Linked DNA regions of Mus musculus: regions 2, 3 and 4 are each linked to region 1. The links are chromatin contacts, called in public HiChIP or PLAC-seq and promoter capture Hi-C maps. All regions are on one chromosome and are shown on one strand. The core of a region is the stretch at or near the end of the contact, and the rest is flanking DNA. Distances in the headings are between cores, read along the strand shown.

Region 1 (4,602 bases), core at 792-3,291:
GTGTGTGTGTGTGTGTGTGTGTGTGTGTGTGTGTGTGTGTGTGGTTGGGGGGGAGGCATGCACTCTTTTACTCCCTACTATCAGTGACGCTCGTCGGACTAGCAGCTGCTCCGAGTCCCCGCCTCCTTCGAGCAGGGACTTAGCCCTGCAGACGCCCAGGAATCGCCATCGGCCTTGGCTTCAGAGGCTGAGGGAGGCGACTGTAGGGAATACAGTCTGCTAAGAGCCGAGGCGCAAAGTTTTGCGCCACCTGAAGGAGAAAGGCGAGAGGCGCCGCGTCGCTCGGCCCCCTCCCGTGTGCCGGCTCTCTGCGCCGCCGACCGGGTCCGAGTCCCTATTCGCGCCGTCGCCGCGCTCCTACCCAGCCGGCGCCGCCGCCCCTCTCCGCCCTCCTCTTTCTCCACCCCCAGCGCGCCCCCTTCCTTCCTTTGCCGGCTTTTCTTTCCGATTGCTGACTTGGAGGAGAGAGCTCAGTCTCCGGCTATCACAAGCCTCTCGAAATAAAAGGGGAGGGGGTGTCAAATAATAAGAGACACCTCCCTTCTACACTCTAAACCGCGACGCCACTGCACCAGAGACCCTGCAGCGATTCAGCACTGGGTGCAGGGCGTCTTCCCTCTCCCCGCCGAGGGTAGCAGCTGTTACGGAACCGCTCAGATCACGACTCACCGCAGTCTTCCTAGCAATTCAGGGGCGCGAGGGATACCCGCGGATCCCAAGTAGGAATGTGAGGATTCCCTCTGGTTTCCCCCAAGTCAACGAATCGGTCACATCCCTGTCCCAATTTTGCTTCTCCTCACTGCGCTAGCCCAACATCAAGTCCTAGTGCCGCGGGGGTCAGGCTTAAATTTTACTACGATCACTATTTTTAAAGCCAAAATAGCAACTTCTTAAAAGGCTCAGGGACGGGTTGCGATCGCCGCCGGGGATTGGCGGGCGGGACGCACCTCCGTGTCGGTCCCAGGCTGTCAGAAATGCACCAAGCTGAAATTTAAATGCCCTCTCAGAGACTGGTAAGTCAGAAGCTACGGAGCCTTCTCGCTCCCAAACGCAAAAGGTAATCCCTTCTCCAAAGACCTCAGGATTCCAAGGGCTTTCTTTGGCCACCACGAAGCGACCTCCCGGTTTGACCCCTCAAAGGACACATATCAATTAATGTAGCAAAGCAAGAATGTCCAACCGGCCGGGTCAGCGTCAGCCCATAGTAACCTCGGGAACCCCGCTTCAAAATGCATCCCGGTTTTTCCCTTCCCCTTTCCTCTGTCATCTTGACAAGTCGCTCTACCCCGACTCAGATCTACCCCAGCCTACCCCAACTACTCTTGAGAAAAGTGTCAAAAGCACAGGAATGGAAGAAAGACTGTCCTAACCGGCCGCTACATTCAAGACGCAGAAAGAACACAGGGAAAGACCACCAGATCTGTGCTTACCGGGGTTTCCAACGCCCAAAGGAAATCCAGCCTTCAAACAGCTCGAGGAGCTCTTTTCAGGAGAGCTGATCGCGGGCAGAGGCAGAGAACACTGTCCCCAAATAGACAAAAATTCCCTCCCCGGAGCCTGGGGAGTCCTGTCCTGGCTCGCAGATTGTAAGTTCCAGTGAGAAGTGTCTGCCCGCTGCAATGGGCAAAGTTTCCCAGCGGCGGCGAGGGTTGCGGCCGCTGATGTTGGGTCAGTCGCAGGGTTGGGGAGAGTGGGCGGCAGGCTCGGAGGCAAAGCCCCTCTCACTCCAGAGCTGCCTTCTTAGGTCGCCCCGGAGCGCGGCTCTGCACACACGGCTCTTCCAACCGTCCGCTCACTCCCTCTGTCTCTCGCTGGAATTACTACAGCGAGTCAGAAAAAAACGCCCGAAAAGCTTCTTTTATACTGCGACTCAGGATCCCTCCCCTCCCTTCTTTTTCCCGCCAAGCGTCGGCGAAGCCCTGCCCTTCAGGAGGCAGGAGGGGAGCTGAGTGAGGCGAGTCGGACCCGGCAGCTGAGAGCAGCGCAGCCCAGGGGTCCTCGGCCGCGCAGACCCCCGGAATATAAAGGGCGGGTGGGCGGGGATTAGCCAGAGAATCTCTCTTTCTCCCTTCCCCACCTCTCTCTATTTTTTTTTCCTCCTCTCGCTTCCCCGCCCTCTGCTTTGGGAACTCGGGAGGGGGGCTAGTGGGGAGCCGGGGAAAGAGGAGGAGGAGCCTCAGCCCCGCAGCCCAGTACTCCGGCTCCGGGGTGTAAACAGTAATAGCGCAGCATGAATTAACTGCGCGCCCGACCATTTTCTCTTGCTCGCGCGCTAGTCCTTTCCCTTTCTGTACGGTTGTTCGGGCGCAGCGCTCGGCTGAACTGTGTTCTTGCCCTGCGTATATCAGTCACCGCAGGTGGAACAGCTGCCTCGCTCCACACAATACGCCATGTACCCTGGACCGCGTCACGCACGTCCCGGGCGGCCAGGCGTCTCTCTAAGGCTGGGGAAAACAGAATTTAGAAAGGGGGAAGGACGAACGAATGAGTTATCTAGGAGCCCCCGCTCAGTGTGTGGAGTGATAGAGGGTGATCAACCGCAGATGAGGTCTATGCAGGAAAAACGATGTCTGGAATTTTATTAAAATTGCTCAGCAACTCACTGCCACGTATACTTGGAGAGCCACTTAGGGATAAACAGCCACTCCATCTCGCGGGGAAGGCATTGTGTATTTTGCCTTTGGTCGTACAGTTATGTTGACTGGGCACATTCTTTCCAGAACGACCCCCCCCCCCAATTTGCTGCCAAAAGGCAGATTCCCCCCCCCCCCCACACACACACTCCAGCACCTCCGGTTCGGACTTCCACCCGGCGGGTGGTGTGGAGGCGGCTCTTTCCCCTGTAGGTCTCCCTGCGCAGTCCAGTAAAGTGGCGGCGGGTGCGCTCTACCCGGCTCCTCCGGGAGGAGTCTCTGCCGGTCTACACCCCATACACCTCCACACAGTTCCAGGGCCACAGTCGGTTTTCACAAGAGGCAAATCCTCTTTGCCCCTGTGGAGCCAGTTTGCAGCAGACTCTGGTTTAGGAGCTGGGGTGGGGAAAATCAAGGCGCTAGACGCGAGAATATGCCATGAATTGGGGGGTTGGGGAAAACCCGGACTTCCCAGAAAGGGGGAGGAGTGAATTGCCAACCCAGATCTGGGGAGCCTGCAGAGACCCTAGAATAAAGAAAACCGTTAACCCCTTCCTCCCAGGACAAACCCAAGCTTTCCCCTTTTATTACTGGAATCGTAATTATGCACTTAAAAAAAAAAGTCGGCCCTGATCAGATCAAAGTAACGTTACATTTTTGCCTTCGTATGTGTGTGTTAAGCTAATTAAAAGCTGATTTTAATTTATACATTAATTTCCCAGTTTCCTTTTTCCTGAATACTACGCTGTGCATTCTGTACAATCCCCAAACGTATACATACACACTTTATATATACACGATAATCTAGCTTATTAACCAACCAGAAACATGAGTCTTTTGCTCTGTGCATTGGTTCTAGATTTATTATATAATGCATATTCCCTCGGGATTTGCTTATCCTACACTTTAAAACCCAAAGAAGTCTTCTTATTCCGGACTCCTCGCCCCAAGGCACTTAAAGAAACCTCTCTCACTGCTACCCGGTTTAAAAAAAAAAAAAAAAAAAAAAAAGAAAGAAAAGAAAATACAGTAGCGTGTATAAGGTGCTCATTGTTCAAAGTTGTTATTAGCCACTGAGTTTGCAATTTAGGATTCAGCTGTTGAATGATAGTATCTTCCTTCATCGAGCTCATTGCACAATTCAGCTTTAAGGATTGCAAAATGACTACAGCCTCTAGGATTTTGCCTCAAACACCAAGAGCCACCAATCCCTAGTCTGCGTTTTGCTGCAGAGACTCTTTCCCCGCCCCCTCACCCCCCACCACCCGGGTTGTGGCTCTCGGATTTGTGAAAGTAAAGTAAGTGTGCCCTCTACTGGCCACAGAGACCACAGCGTTGCGAAGCCAACGAGGGCGGAGGTCGGATGGGGGCAGGGCTGCAGGGTTTCCAGGTTCTGGGAAGATGCTTCCTTGCCTAAGACAAGCTTCCGGTCATCCTTTAAATGACTCTTTTAGGCTGCAAAGGAGGCAAAGGAAGAGAAATTACTAGAGAAAAAAATGGTTCAGAGGTGGCTATTCAGTTGCAAAGAGGGGGAGTAGATGAACCCATCCCTACTTTCTGACAGTCACCCAAAACAGAGCCCTAGTTGTGGATGGGGAAAATGAATGAGTCACAGGTATACAAGTGAAGGAGATCTAACAGAAACGGAAAGGCAATAGAACAAGTTTTAGCACCCATGTCTCACACCTTTGTCGTGTTGTAAGCTGGACGTGTCAAAGCAGAGCATTGAATTTTACTGGGCAAAAGGAGTCAGAATGCAAGGCAGGAGCATTAGCTTATTATTGCCTTGTTTTATTATTATTATTATTATTATCATTATTATCATTATTATTATTTTGGGGTTTTTTTTTTGAGAGAGATTCTCACGACTATTCTTTGCTAGCCTGAAACTCACACAGTTTTATTAGTTTTGTATAACTGTTTTTCCTCTTCCTCTTCTTTATAAAAGATCTTATGCATCCCAGCACAT
Region 2 (4,602 bases), core at 1,255-3,754, 2.6 Mb after region 1:
TTCCTCCCTGCTCTCCTGCTCTCCTCAATCAGCAGCTTTCTCCTCGCCCACACCACACCACTCTCCATAGCAAACCAAGGACATCTTTCTCTAATCTTAAAGAAAAGCATCTCCCCCACCTTCCTCTTCCATGACTTCCCATGCTTCTGCCTTCATCCTGGCAGCAAAACTCTCCCATAGGCGTGCCTCCATTTGTTTCAAAGTCCTGTCCTCCAGTCCTGGCCTGGGAGTCTGCCAGGCTCCCACCTCTCCCACTTCACGGGACCTGCTCTCAAGGCCACTACTGCAATCTGTATGCCTTCCTCAGGTGTACTGGCTAGTTTTTTGTCAACTTGACACAGCTGGAGTTATCACAAAGAAAGGAGCTTCAGTTGAGGAAATGCCTCCATGGGATCCAACAGTAAGGCATTTTCTCAATTAGTGATCAAGGGGGAAAGGCCTCTTGTGGGTGGGACCATCTCTGGGCTGGAAGTCTTGGTTCTATAAGAGAGCAGGGTGAGAAAGCCAGGGGAAGCCAGCCAGTAAGGAACATCCCTCCATGGCCTCTGCATCAGCTCCTGCTTCCTGACCTGCTTGAGTTCCAGTCCTGACTTCCTTGGTGATGAACAGCAGTATGGAAGTGTAAGCCAAATAAACCTCCCCAACTTGTTTCTTGGTCATGATGTTTGTGCAGGAATAGAAACCACGACTAAGACATCAGGGAACAATATTTCCGTTTGCACTCCTTTGGGCTCTTAGCTCTTTCCATCTCTTCCAAGAGCTGTCTAGAGCCCCAATCCACAACTGCTAGTCCTCCCCATACCTTCCCCAACACATACTCTTCACTTCCCCGCCTCCTCCAGTCTCATCTGTCTGCTAAGGTCTAAATGTTTGGGTCCCCATCCCCACTTTACATACTGAAATCCTAATGTCCAAACTGGTGGTTTTAGAAGATAAGGCCTTTGGCGAGGTGACTAGCTACACCCTCCAGAACATTATTAGTCCCTTATAACGGGTGCTCCAAGGGCTCTCTTGCTTTTCTACCACCCAAGAAAACAGCAAGTGCATGCCATTTACAAGCCAGAAAGCATGCCTTCACCAGACACTGAATCTGATGGTAAGTTGGCCTCGGGAATTCTCAGCCTCTACGACATCAGTTTCTGATGCTTTTGAAACTACATAGATATAGTATTTCATTTATTGACATCTGAACATTCTAACACTATTCCTTGGGGATTGGTTTAACCTAGGGTTTGGAGGTTTAACACCTCCCCCAGGGAACTTCTAACATCACGTGGGGGCATTTTTGACTGTGGCACTGGAGGGGGGTTGGGGGGTGTCACAGACCAGCATCTATGGAATTGATAGAATTCTAGCAAGTACAGTACAGTCTCTCACCACAAGGAATCATCTGAAGACAAAGCGTAATCATCACATTAGTTAAGAAACACTGATTTACACCAACCCCTTCTTGGATCCTCTTTCCAATAACACCGATCTTTTTGTTACCAGTACCTATAGCCTCCAAGACAATCTACAACAAAGTTAAGCACTTCCTGAAGTCTCACCAAGTTATTGGGCTCAGCACACTATTTTGCTTCCCTTATATTCATGAAAGAGTTGCTGTCAAGTTAAGCCAGTTTTAAATAGGAAAACACGTTTCTGCACAGCATTACAGTAGGCATAGAGCAAACCAAAAGTTCGACCGCCTTTAAATCCAAGGTGATCTCATACGACAAGAGTTGAAGTGTCTCCGTTTTCAGCATGCATACACCCTTCTCTCTGAAACCTTCCCTCGCCCACGGCTCCTCCTCTTCCACACGCCTTCTCAGTTCCTAACACACATCTCTACTATATAACTTAATACGGCTAATTGCCGACTTCTACCATTCCTTCATGCTGGGATCTCCTTAAACTGGAACATGCATTAGAAGATATAAAACGTCGCCTCACAAAAATGAAATGAGCAGGACTAAATCCGTTAAGTTACCAAAGTAATAATAAAAACTACTACCATTTCCGGGTCACCACCAACATGCCCGTGCCCAAGAAGGTTGCCTCCCGCCCCGCTTCCCCCCTCTTTTTTCACACCGAGGCTACCACATCCCTTCACCTGCAGAAGTGAAATGGCACCTGTGGCCTTGAGTCCATCTGAGCTACCTGTTCATGCCTCAGTTTCAAAAGTCAGTTCTAAACAGTTTGTTTTGTTTTGATCACATAACCTGTGATCATATGTGAGCATAACCCGCCTCCGTCTAGTTGCTGCGGGTGAAGAGGCTCAGGCCCAGGTCCCCAGAGCACAGAGGGAGGCGACAACGCCGGCTAGACCCCTATCACGGTTCCTCCTGGATCTTACCTGGCTGTCCCACCTAGCTCGGTGATATCTAGCCGAACGTCGCACGCCCAGACCCCGACTCCTTTCCTCAGCCCACTTCTGTGGCTGAAACGACCCGCGCGCGCTCTGCGTCATCACTTGGCGCCCGCGAGCGATCACATGATGCCCGGGCCCGGGCCGCCGCCCCTTGGTCACGTGACGGGCTAGGGACTCCAGGACAGAAACCCGGGTCCCGGCAGCTGACGCTCTGCGGCCCGGGACTCTAGGGGGATCCCTGGGGTGGGAGACGGGGACCGGGGCGCCCAGTCCACGCGGCCAGCGTCGGACGGCTGACAGGTGAGTCGGAGGCGGGCCTGCGGGTTCGAGGTCCATTCCTTCCCCCGTGGGCCACGTCCGGTACTGTCCCCGGAGCCAACGGGAAAACCTAGGGCTTGCAGGGTTGGGGTTGCACGCCTGATGTTCACCCACGCCTTCATGGAAATCGCTCTTGCATGCTTCTTTGAAGCTTTTGGGGTGATGCTCAGCTACTTGGCCCATAGCTGAGCTTGCAAGTTTCTCGGAGCGGTGCCTTGCTAATGTGGCTGATCTTGCACTTACTCTCCAGAAAATCAAGTAGTCACTGGAGTGATGATGGGCGAGAGCGCGCGGGGGGGTGGGGGGGGGGGTGGGGGGGGGAATAAAAGTCCTGTCGCTCACTGTGAGTTTGTGCAAGTCGTTCCTCTATACCCTAGTCTCCCTCACCTGAGACATGGTGCTGTAGTCCTTGTATTGGGGGCAGGTAGTTCTACTGGGTCCTGATTCTTCTATGATAGGAAATTTAAAAGTTGGACTCATAAAAAAAGAAAAGAAAAGTTGGACTCTTGATTTCTATATAGATGAGGGATAGTGAAGGAGTTTTATTATCTCTAACCACAGCCAGGGACTCTTTCCTTAGGTCTGCTGTTCTCACTTGTGGGTTTCATGACCCCTTTAGCAAACCTGTTTCCATAAACGTTTACATTATGATTCTTAACAGTAGCAAAATTATAGTTACTAAGTATCAATGAAAATGATTTTATGGTTGGGGTCACCACAACATGTATTAAAAGGTCAGGAAGGAAAGTTGTCTTAGATGTTAAGAATTAATGAATCAGGACTTGAGAGATGGGCCCAGTGGCTAAGACTGTTTGTTTTTCCTGAGGCCCCGGGTTCAATTCTAAGTACCCATGTGGTGACTCTCAACTATCTATAACTCCAGATCCAGGGGATCCAACACCCTCAGACATCCATGCAGGCAAAACACCAATGGACACAAAATAAATATAATTTTAAAAATTCATGAGTCACATTGGGGTGATCCAGCTTATTCCAGAACTTTTCTGGGACAGCCTCTGTTATGGATTTGAGACTGCTTTCTTTAGGGATCTGAGGTTTTGTGAAAAGAAGAAAAAATCCATCTGCTTTTGTCCTCTACACTTTAATTTTCTAAAGATATTTTGTTCTGTACTTACTGGGTAACAGATGCCATTCTTGAAAACACGTTCCTTTGACAAGGGGTTCTTCCTATTTAAAAAAAAAAAAAAAAAAAAAAAGTTACATGCCAAGATCCTAAAACTAAAGCTGCCATACTTTGTAACCTATAAAGTAATATTAAGAAGGGAATTAAGATCTGTGGTTCTGTTCCGTGCCATTAACAATTCAGTTCAACCCAGAGTTAGAGTACTGGTGTTTGCAAGTGCTCTTTGTATGTGTTGGCTAACTTATGTCTCCTGCTCTCAGTAGTGTATAGACATCATGATAACTGGAGCTCAGGGTTCTGCACTACTGTATCTTCAGATCCTAAAACAGTGCTTGGTCTGCAGCTAAGGCCACACTATTAAATTATTTATCAGTTGAGTGTTAGAAGGCTAATATGAAAGTAGAGGTTGTCATTTTTCAAAACGTTTTATTATTTGTGAATCATCACAAATCACATCATGCATCCCAGTCCCACTTATCTCCTCATCCTCTCACCTTTTGCTCTTACAGCCCCTCCTCCAAAACACACACACAGCATAGAGAAACATCTCATTGTGGAAGCTGTAGTGTGTCTCACAGTATATCCCTCTCTCCACACATTTTCACTTGCAAATGTTCATCACAGTGAGTCATTGGTCTCTGGCCTCTGTGACACCATCAGTGTTGGATCCTCACTGGGACTCCTCCTGGTTATCCTGGTGTTGTTCTGTGGCCATTGATAAAACTTTAATAAGGTTCATCACTCAGAAACCCCAGAAGTATTCTATTTTATTCATCATCTCCCTAACTGT
Region 3 (4,602 bases), core at 1,527-4,026, 2.3 Mb after region 1:
CGCCTCCAAGGTCCTATCTGAAGCTGGGCTGGAGTTCTCCATCTTTGGGCTTTCAATGGCAATAAGCCCCATTCATATATTCTTTTCTGGGTAGCCCCTCAGAGCTCCAGCTGTTAGGATACCCTTACAACAAACCAGCTACACTTTGGGATCTGGGCTAGCACACTCCCAGAGCCCACCCCCTACTGTAGGGTGACTAGAAGAACTCCCTTCTGCAAATGCTTTTGTCTTTTAGGGGGCCATCAGCTCCTGGGAGCCAAGCAAGCCCAGCTCCCTGCTGTAGCTCTTCCTAGCAGACAGTAAGTAGCTAGGGGAAGGTACCCCCGGCATCCCTAAGAGTGAAAAATCAACAGCTAAACATGCATGCATCTCCTGCGAACCCAGGAGGCTCAGCAGAGCACAGTCAAAGAATGTGGTGACTTTGCAGCCTCCACGGGAAGCTGAGGCAGCAAACACGCAGAGCTGTCATTAGTCAGAAGGAACTGATGACTTGGAAGGAGAGACTGACAAAGCGGCCTTATGCAGCCTGCCTATGGCTGAGACTCAGGTGGAAGCAGCCTGTAGTTACCTTCTTACAGGAGAGGATAGGCACCTCTATAGGTCTTCTCTTTTTTCCTGTTTGTTTCCTCGACCCCCATCCACCCTGGTTGGCCCCCCTCCCCAGAACGGGTAGCAAATCCTCTAAGAAGCTGGCTGGTCTCTTTAAGGGCCTTTTGTTCAGCCCGGTTACTCATATCCTAGACGCAACTGGAAATGGTGACACACGGGCTGTCACCATCTGGATTCGGCTATTATCTGCTCAGAGGAACTGGAAGGGGTTGCACAATGACCCAGACCAACCCCACCTCTGAGGTGGCTGCTCTAGTACCAACTTGGGAAAAAAATATATATCTGCTGCCTTCTCCTCCCGCCCCATCCGTTTCTCTCCCAAAACTGTTCTCATCCACCAAGAAGAAAGAGTTTCTCTCTGTGCTTGACCACGCATCAGAGATTTCACGAGAGTGGACAGTAGGTGGCAGCAGCAAACGGAGAGGTGGGGCGCTCACGTTGGGGGGGGGGGGGGGCGGAGGGGGGCTTTCAGGTGAGTTGTTGGAAACCCAGATGCCACTTTTAACTGCAGGAGAATGAAAGGAGTCAGTGGGGCTCTCAATGGCCCAGAGATGGGGTGTCCGGCTCACGAAGAGCACACTGCGAAGCAGTCCTGGGCTACGCGCTCTCCCAGACCGGCCATCCTGTATCTAGTTGTACTCCTGTTAATGTTGCAATGAAAATCGCCGGCTCAAACTAAAGCAAGTGGAAGCGAGCCTCTGGAAGTTTTCCAATACTCCGATGCTGGCCAGAAGCCTTCCCACGCTTAAGACCACCCCATCCCAACACTTCCTGGGGTGGGCTGTATGCTGGTCCCAACAGGAGTTCAAGCCCAGAAACCCCTAGGTAAAAAGAAGCCCGACTTGGTCTATACAGAACCCATGCCGCGAGCCTCGCGCAAAGAGCTTGCCAGTTGCTCCAAGTCCCGAGGAGGCACACACTGCAGGGCGTCCTTCCAGGACAGGGGGAGGAGGGGGATGAGAGCAGGGCAATGGCATGGCCCTGGAACCCATTGCAATTCCAAACTTAAATGGAACGCCACGCGCTAGCAATACAGAGCGCCAAAGAAAAGAACAGAGATAAAAGAACTGAACCCTGCACTTCCTCTAGACCGCCTAACCCTCACCAAAAAACACTCCACAGGAAAGCACTCAACCTCCAAAAACACGAAGCTGACCAAAATACCCTCCTTATCCAACTAAACGCCCTTATCTGCTCTGCCAAACCCAAGCGCTGGCGGGACTGTGATCCCGGTGGGCCGGAACCTAGGCACTTCTGTGGACGATCCAGACCCGCAACCTCCGCCCCAGGATGCTTACCTTGCAGCGCAGCTCGCGGCCGGTGTGGATGCACAGTGCCCGGGACACATGCTCGCGCTCAGCTAGGGGTAGCAGCAGGTAGTCGGCGATTCGGCTGGGCCCGGGTGAGCTCACACAGCTGCCGCCGGTCCCCTGCGTGGAGGGCGGAGGCTGAGGGCTGCAGGGCGAGCCAGGGGGACTGAGGTAGTCGGGGGGACTCGAGCACTCAGAGAGGCGCGGACACTTGGCCGCCACTGCCCCCGCGTCGTCCGTGTCCAGCAGGCGTTTGGCCGGGGTTCCCCGGGCAGCCGGAAACAGTAGACCCGGACCGCGGGGCTGCGAGGCGCCGCTCAGGGCAAAACGCACGGGACCGACCCGCATCGCGGCCCTGGCCGGAGCGGCCCCGGCTTTGTAAATCCCTGGATCTGCGCTGTGACTTCTTCCAGTCGGCGGGATGGAGTTTGCAGATAGAGCTTGGATCGGTCCCCAAGAGGAGCCGTTCCAGGACGCTGGCGTTGTCCACCAGAACCACGTTGGCCACGCGTCCAAGGGTGGGAGGCCGGCTAAGGTCTCCAGACCCCCACAGGCACCAGGTCTGGGCGCCTCGTTGGCGGTGGCCGCCGCTATTGTTGCCGAGGCTGTGGATAGTCCGGGACGTGGAGACGGCCCGAGTTCCCGGGTGTTGAGCCTCGAGGACAGGATTCCACAGGCTCCTCGGCTTCTCCGAGCAAACGCACTTCCCAAAGCAATTAGTCTGGCGTAAAAGCCGGTACAACTTTTCCGCGCCGCTCGGAATCCTGCGCGCTCCTGGGCTCCAGGCGTGTGAGCGAGCGAGACGCGCTCCAGGAGAGAGAGAGAGAGTGACCGACTATGAGTGTGTGTGCCGCACTGATCCCGGCCAGTGCACTCCTTCTCCTTTTCCTCCACCTCCTCCGCCTCCCGGTGACTCACGCTGTATACACACACACACTCACAGCCCGGGCTGTGTAAACAGTTGGGAAGCCGGGTTGTGCAATGAGGTGGCTGCGACGACTCCGGCCCCGTCGCCCGGCTTGCAGTCACCGGAGCGGAGGGAGGAGACTAGGGGGGAGGGGAGGTGGAGTTGGAGGCTGGAACTGTAAGGGGTGGCTGGAGGCCTGGGGATGCTCCTGACCGCGCGCGCCGAGGCGCAGGTGGGAACGTCCTGGGACGCCTTGGGCGCGCGCACACGCCCCCCGGGTTGGGCTGGGCAGCAGGCTGCGCGCGCCCCACCGCAGGCCCGCGGGCCCGTAGCCCAGGGAGGGGGCGGAGGCAAAGCTCCCGTGACGTCAGGTTCCCGGGGAAGTGGGCGGGAGGGGCGGGGCAGCAGGGGCGAAACGACCGCTGATTGGTGCGCGCGCATCATTCACACAACACAATGGAGCACCGAGCTCCCGGCGGCCGCGCGCGCACCTCCTGGCTGCGCACCGGCAGCTGGCTGAGACCCAGTGGTCACGCCTTTATCCTAGTGGGTCCCCCCCTCCCCGCCGTTCTGCACTTTGGGGAGCTCCCGGTGGAGCTGTGGGCGCCGTCGAGTCGCGGCTGCAGCCGGAGGAAGGGGCGAGAGGAAAGGTGATGAATTCCATTATCAGTCATTCACCCCCACGCGGTAGTTCCGGGGAAGACCTGTGCGTGGTAGTGAATGTGGCTTTTTTTTTCTTCCCCTCTTTTCCTGCCCCCTCCCAACTCTAATCCCCAGCGTCTGTTCGCTTCCACAAATAGAACCTTCTGTTGGATGAAATAAAAGCAAACACTGGGCCTTCTGCTCTGCCTCCACCTCCACGCCCCTCCCGCGCCTGCCGCCCGCCCGGATTGCACGGAAATAGCCTCTCCAAGCTCCTGGGCCGCCCCTTCGCGGTGACTCGCCGAAAGAGCTTCCTGAGCTCCGGCCGGTGGGAAACAAAGGATGTGGGGAACTGGCGGAAGGGGCCCACGTGGCTGGCGCCAGATTCCTGTCCCCTCCCGCCTGCAATGCGCGCCCGAGGGTCTAGGGCGCCAGTGCGGCCAGGAGTATTGGATACTGGGGTACGGGTCATTCTATTCACTGCCAGGGATACCATCTGCACGCGGACAAGGTCGCATGTATACTTTCATATAGTTTGAGTTGTGTGCTCTTGAAACTGGCTGACCTTGCTCCCTGGAAACAGCTTGCAGTCACATTTTGTGTTGCTGGGTTTTGTTTGGTCCCCCCCCCCCCCACTTCTTTCGCAAACCAGGTCAGTTTGGAGTCTCTGGATCCTCACTTAGCATAGATGCCTATTATCAAAATCCTTTCTTGCAATTATGCTGAATAATTAATTTTCTAAAACCAGGTCAAACCCAAGAATAAATCCTTTTCATCATTAATTCTCCAGTCATTCAACAAACGCTAATTAAGCATCTCCAAGGGTTAGTTAGGCGCTGGGGATTAGGAGACTTAAATTGAGACAGTAATGATAATTGGCATCAGTTGTGGCCCAGGGGCGTGCGGGCTCCTTACTCTGATTATTTTGCATACGTTATGAACTTTAGTTTTACACTCACTTCATAGGGTTACATTTTGCTCCATTTGATTAAAAAAAAACAAAAAACGGAAGCCTAAAACCTTTAGCTTCCTTGCTGTGATTCAAAGGCGACGGGAAGCAGTCCATAGTCCGTAGGGGAAGCTTCTCCGGCACTCTTGTAGACTCAGAGGAGACCACAACTTGCAAAGAAAGGA
Region 4 (4,602 bases), core at 1,374-3,873, 2.0 Mb before region 1:
TGGCAGTTGTGTGTCTATATAACTTGCTTATGATATATATGTATATTACACACACACACACACACACACACACACACACACATATATATATATATATATATATATATATATATATATATATATATATATACCTATGACATGGTGAGTATATGTGTGCATGTGTGGTGTACTCATAGTGTGTATCTGCTATGTGATATACCTGTGGGGTATATGATATATGTGTGATGCATGTATGTAGTATGATACATGTATATGGTATGAGTATACATGATATGCATGTGTGTGTGCATGTGTGCTTTCACATTGTGTGTGGTAGGCATGTTGTATATGTTTAAGTGGAATATGTGTATTCATTGTATGTGTGATATGTGCTATATATATGTATGTATGTGGTTTATAGGTGTGTGGTGTGTGTTTCATTTGTTCATGTATATGGTATGTTATGTGTACATGAATTTGTACATGTGTATGGCACGTAATGTGTTATGTGTATGTTGCACTTATATGTGTGCACTGTGTGTGTGTAGTGTGGCATATAGGTATATGTTTGTAGACTGTGTGGTGTGGGTTATACTTATATATGGTGTGTATATGTGTGTGATAAGGTATATGTACATGTGTGCATACACATTTGAAGATATGGCTGTGAGCATGGCTTAGACAGCCTTTCAGTTGGGTCTTCCCTTTCTTTAAGCGTTTGTGATGAGTTTAAAAGGGAATGTTAAAGCATACAACAAGAAGAAGGGGAAGGCACTTGTCCCTGTGAACAGAAGCAGAGCTGGCAAAGCACACGGGGTGACAGCAGCAGACAATGGCCTCCTGAGACAAGGAGGCCCCGCCCCACACCTTTTGTGAATAAAATGAAGCCGGTTAAGTGGCTTCCGGTATTTTCAGAACTCAATGAAAAGCTAAGTGAGAACTCCCCGGCAGCTGAAGATTTGATCCTGGCCAAGGGCGCTCACTCCGCTCCACTCCATCTGGCAGTGAGTGTGTGTAGACGCCCCTCTGCCTCCATTTCAAGCGGAGTGCAGGTCACGTGTCAAGGGGGCTGCTGTTGAACCCTGGTTTTCTGAAAACTCTTTGATGCCTAAGCTTCCGCTCTGAGAGATTGGTTTCCAAGAGTGAGACCTCTGAGGGCACTGTGCATGCTTGCTTTCTTCTCTGTGCAGAACAGAAACCCCAAACAGGAAATGATTCAGGGACAGAATGGCTGAGATCAGTTCAGAGTCAAGTTGAGCTGAACATATTTTTCTGGGACCAGGGTTTCTGTAGCCATCCAGGACTCAGAATCTCAGAGCACAGCATGACCCCACCCCACCCTCTACGACTGAGACTAGGGTGTCCATCCTGATGGTCCTTAGTTACAGATGTTTGGGGCTTTGCCTTCATCTGTGCAACTGTCAGCAAATTATTCTCAGAGCTCCTTCTCCCGCATCTCCATCTCTCCTCTCCCCCCTCTCCCCCCCATCTCCTCCCACCCCCCATCCTTGTGATGGCTAGTGTTATTTTCAGCACTAAGTGAGAGACGGATTTGAGAAACATTGCTGCTGTGCGTCTAACCTGTGACCCATGGGCTGCATGCTGCAAGGGTCGTTTTGAATGTAGCCCAACACAACATTGTAAACTTAACTTAAAATGTGACATTTTAAAAACTCTTACTTCATTTACTTTTTTTTTTCTGAGGCAGGGTCTCACTCTAGTTCTTGATGGTCTGGAACTCACTGTGTACACCTGGCTGTCCTTGAACTCACAGAGATCCACTTGCCTCTGCCTTTTGGGCACTGAGATTAAAGGAATGTGCCTGCATGAGTTTCTGTGTATCACACCTGTGCAGGTACCTGTTGAGACCAAAGGAGGGTGTCAGATTCCTTAGAGCTGGAGTGACGGTTGTAAACTGTTTAGTGCGAGGGATGGGAATTGAATCCTCGTCCTCTGCAGGACCAGTAAGCATCCTTACCATTGAATGATCTCTCCAGTCCAAACGTGAGAAATCTGTGTGATGTTTGTTTTTGTAACTTGATTGCATACGTTTGTTTGTTTGTTTGTTTTCTCCTTGTTTAGTTTTTTTTTTTTTTTTTTTTTTTTTGAGACAGGGCACAAAGCCAACCAACCAAAAACAAAACCCCAAAATTGTGGCTATCCTGAAACTCACTATGGAGACCAGGTTGGCTCTGAACTCAGTCTCCCAAGTAGTGGGATCAAAGGTGTGTGATCAAAGAACTATGCCTGGCACTTCCATAGTTCTTGAGCATGGTCTTTGTAGGTGACAGTCCCATGGTACCACGTGTAAAGATGGGACGCTTTGGCCTGGTCTGTGTAACTGGCACTTACAAGTCGTCCTCTCAGACCATGTTACTAGTATCGGAAGGGAAGACGTAATGGTGACGGCCAGGACTTCCTGGTGGCTTTCGGCGTGCTGCTGTAGCTCGCTTAATCCTTGCTGTCACTCTTCTTACAGGAGAAGACGCCGAGGCCCGGGATCTGAGATCCTTTCAAGGCTACTGCATTGGTAAGTAACAGAGCTGGCATGGGACCCTAGCCACCTGGCTCTAACCCTGCACTGCTCACTCTCACTCTGAAGAAACAACGGAGTGGGTGGGGCAGCGAGCCAGATGTGACTTTCACTTCAGTAGAAGCGTCCCCACCCCATGGAAGTGACAGCACATAACGCATCATCTCCTTGGCCCATGAACGCTGAGCATCTGTAGGCTGTTGAGTCAGACTAGGACTTTAAATAACTAATTTGGAAGTGAGGTGATACTTCTACCTTCCTGCCCCAGGTAACAGTAGCAGCAAAGAGTTCTGAGCCATAGACTCATAGTGTGTAGACATTACCCAAGTCACAGTAGCCCTACCAAGCTCAAATTCACGGGAAGGAAGGACCTTGCCCCCAGTCGTTCTGTGATGAAAGGCAGAGTCAATATTCACACCTGGCTTGCAAGCCGGTTAACCAGCGTAATTTTTGCCCTCTGAGGGCGCCTGTCGTGGGGGAAAACCATTCTCCTTGAGCTCAGGTGCCCCCTGGCTGGCAGGGCACGGGCATTTTCTGTCTTCTTTTCCTGTGCCTCTTGGTTGCCTCACCACATTCCACGTGGCTGGCCAGCTTTGTGGTGATGCGTCAGCATGGTAAGGGGCCCTCAGCACAGTGGCCCATGGCAACCTCTGCTCTGGCGTGCTCTAATGGTTTTAATGTTTTGTTTTGTTTTTTTAATGGAGTTATGTGTGCAGTTAAACACAAATCTTATTCTTTACAGCTGGATAAATGTTTACTATCCTACCCAAGTTAACTGCCCCGAATCAGGAGGCTCAGTATTCCCACCATGCTAGGATGCTCCCTAGAACTGCCTGATGAGTCAGCACTTTATCATGTCTGTGTTTTCAGCTTATACAGATGCAGGCATAGTTGTTCAACAAAGCAAACTGAAGGCAAAACCACCTTAAATAGCATAGGTGGTCATATCATTTCACCCGGCAGGCCTCTGTCTCGGAGTGAGTATGATAGGAGGCCTGGATCTGCTATTCCTTCTGTTAGTCTTTGTTCTCAGTGCCTTTTAAAATTTGAGCATCTCATGCCATCAAGTGTCTCCTGTATTTATAGACTGTAATTATCACACAGCATGCCCCCTACATCCAAACCATCTCTTCCATATGGTGCTTAGCTTAAGACAGTCAGTCCAGTGCTAAAAGAAAGACGATGTTGTATGTCATAAAAGACAGTCGGCCAGTCTTCAGTGTGAGGCCATATGGGATTTTCAAACCATTTTGGAGTTTTCAGTTTTTATATTACATTCTGATGTTAGAGGCTAAACCTGGAGTGAGATGCATTTTATAGAAATCTTACATTTATTATTGAGTGGGGAGGGGACAGTGTCACGGGGACAAAGTTTGGAGCCTGTTCTCTCCGTTGTCCTTTATGTGGGTTCTAGGGACTGAGCTCGGGTCACAGGGCTCGTGTGGAAAGTGCCATTATTTACTAAGCTCGGTGGACAGCCTGTAAGCTGGAATTTTAATACCGCTAGGACTGAAGCGTGAATGAGTGACTGCATTGGGTTCAGTGACCTGGAAGTTTTTGCTGAGATGATACACCGAGCTGATTTGCACAAATACTTCCCAGTACAAATGTGTGGAGTTGATGGAAATAAGAACATTGGGTCTTGGGGAGTCTATAACAAAACATTCTAGAATCAACCAGAAATTTAGAGAGACATATGAGCCAGTGGTTATGTGTGAACAAAAGCTCTGACACATACGGGACTTTTGCAGGCAAAGGGTCCAGTGAGTGGTGTGTTAATTGTACAGAGTCTAGAAGTGAGGCCTGAGATAAGGTAGCATTGAGTATCCAAGAGCCTTAAAGGAAATGTTTATTTCTTTATGACAGTGGGGCTAGAAAACTTCACTGTCTGGAAGTTTAACTATGAGTTGAACGAGTGTTACCCACAAGAAATAAAAACTTGGTACTGTAACACACACACACACACACACACACACACACACACACACACACACACATCGAATCTCTATCTTGATTACTTATAACATGCTGTCTTTCAACCTGAACAGTTAACATGAGACTTAGTTTAACCAGTACCACAAACACAAACG

What was found. HiChIP or PLAC-seq counts read pairs in DNA pulled down with a chosen protein or histone mark. Capture Hi-C pulls out chosen DNA fragments and counts their contacts.
Region 2: a promoter capture Hi-C map of liver shows a contact between it and region 1, with 5 times the contacts expected there. The contact joins the promoter of Washc5 here to the promoter of Myc in region 1. A contact is called at or near these places in 1 of 39 promoter capture datasets (embryonic stem cells) and 1 of 9 other capture datasets (liver).
Region 3: a contact with region 1 is called in an H3K27ac HiChIP or PLAC-seq map of thymic regulatory T cells, with 6 times the contacts expected there. The contact joins the promoter of Trib1 here to the promoter of Myc in region 1. A contact is called at or near these places in 2 of 39 promoter capture datasets (hippocampal neurons and liver) and 2 of 115 datasets of contacts at active chromatin or transcription factors (astrocytes and thymic regulatory T cells).
Region 4: an H3K4me3 HiChIP or PLAC-seq map of pro-B cells shows a contact between it and region 1, with 4 times the contacts expected there. The contact joins the enhancer-like site here to the promoter of Myc in region 1. A contact is called at or near these places in 3 of 39 promoter capture datasets (cranial neural crest, embryonic stem cells and pre-B cells), 3 of 115 datasets of contacts at active chromatin or transcription factors (embryonic stem cells, large pre-B cells and pro-B cells) and 1 of 9 other capture datasets (embryonic stem cells).

What each region holds. Positions count from the first base shown.
Region 1 is chr15:61,982,780-61,987,381 of GRCm38.p6, reverse strand. Myc (myelocytomatosis oncogene) reads right to left here and starts at 2,041. Exons shown (of 3, transcript NM_001177352.1): 1 at 1,431-2,041.
Region 2 is chr15:59,372,089-59,376,690 of GRCm38.p6, reverse strand. Washc5 (WASH complex subunit 5) reads left to right here and starts at 2,504. Exons shown (of 29, transcript NM_153548.3): 1 at 2,504-2,650. Nsmce2 (NSE2/MMS21 homolog, SMC5-SMC6 complex SUMO ligase) reads right to left here and starts at 2,493. Exons shown (of 7, transcript NM_026746.3): 1 at 2,336-2,493.
Region 3 is chr15:59,646,828-59,651,429 of GRCm38.p6, reverse strand. It overlaps Trib1 (tribbles pseudokinase 1), which reads right to left and starts at 2,776. Exons shown (of 3, transcript NM_144549.4): 1 at 1,908-2,776. The coding sequence starts at 2,267.
Region 4 is chr15:64,020,477-64,025,078 of GRCm38.p6, reverse strand. Cyrib (CYFIP related Rac1 interactor B) reads left to right here. Exons shown (of 13, transcript NM_001360036.1): 2 at 2,459-2,509. Among named protein-coding and RNA genes, the nearest start is that of Gm25628, 3.2 kb to the left of the region's middle. Within about 2 kb of position 2,623, at least 98 of the 459 cell types and tissues checked have an H3K27ac peak or open chromatin away from gene starts, as enhancers often do. A contact at or near this core is called in pro-B cells, where this site is marked.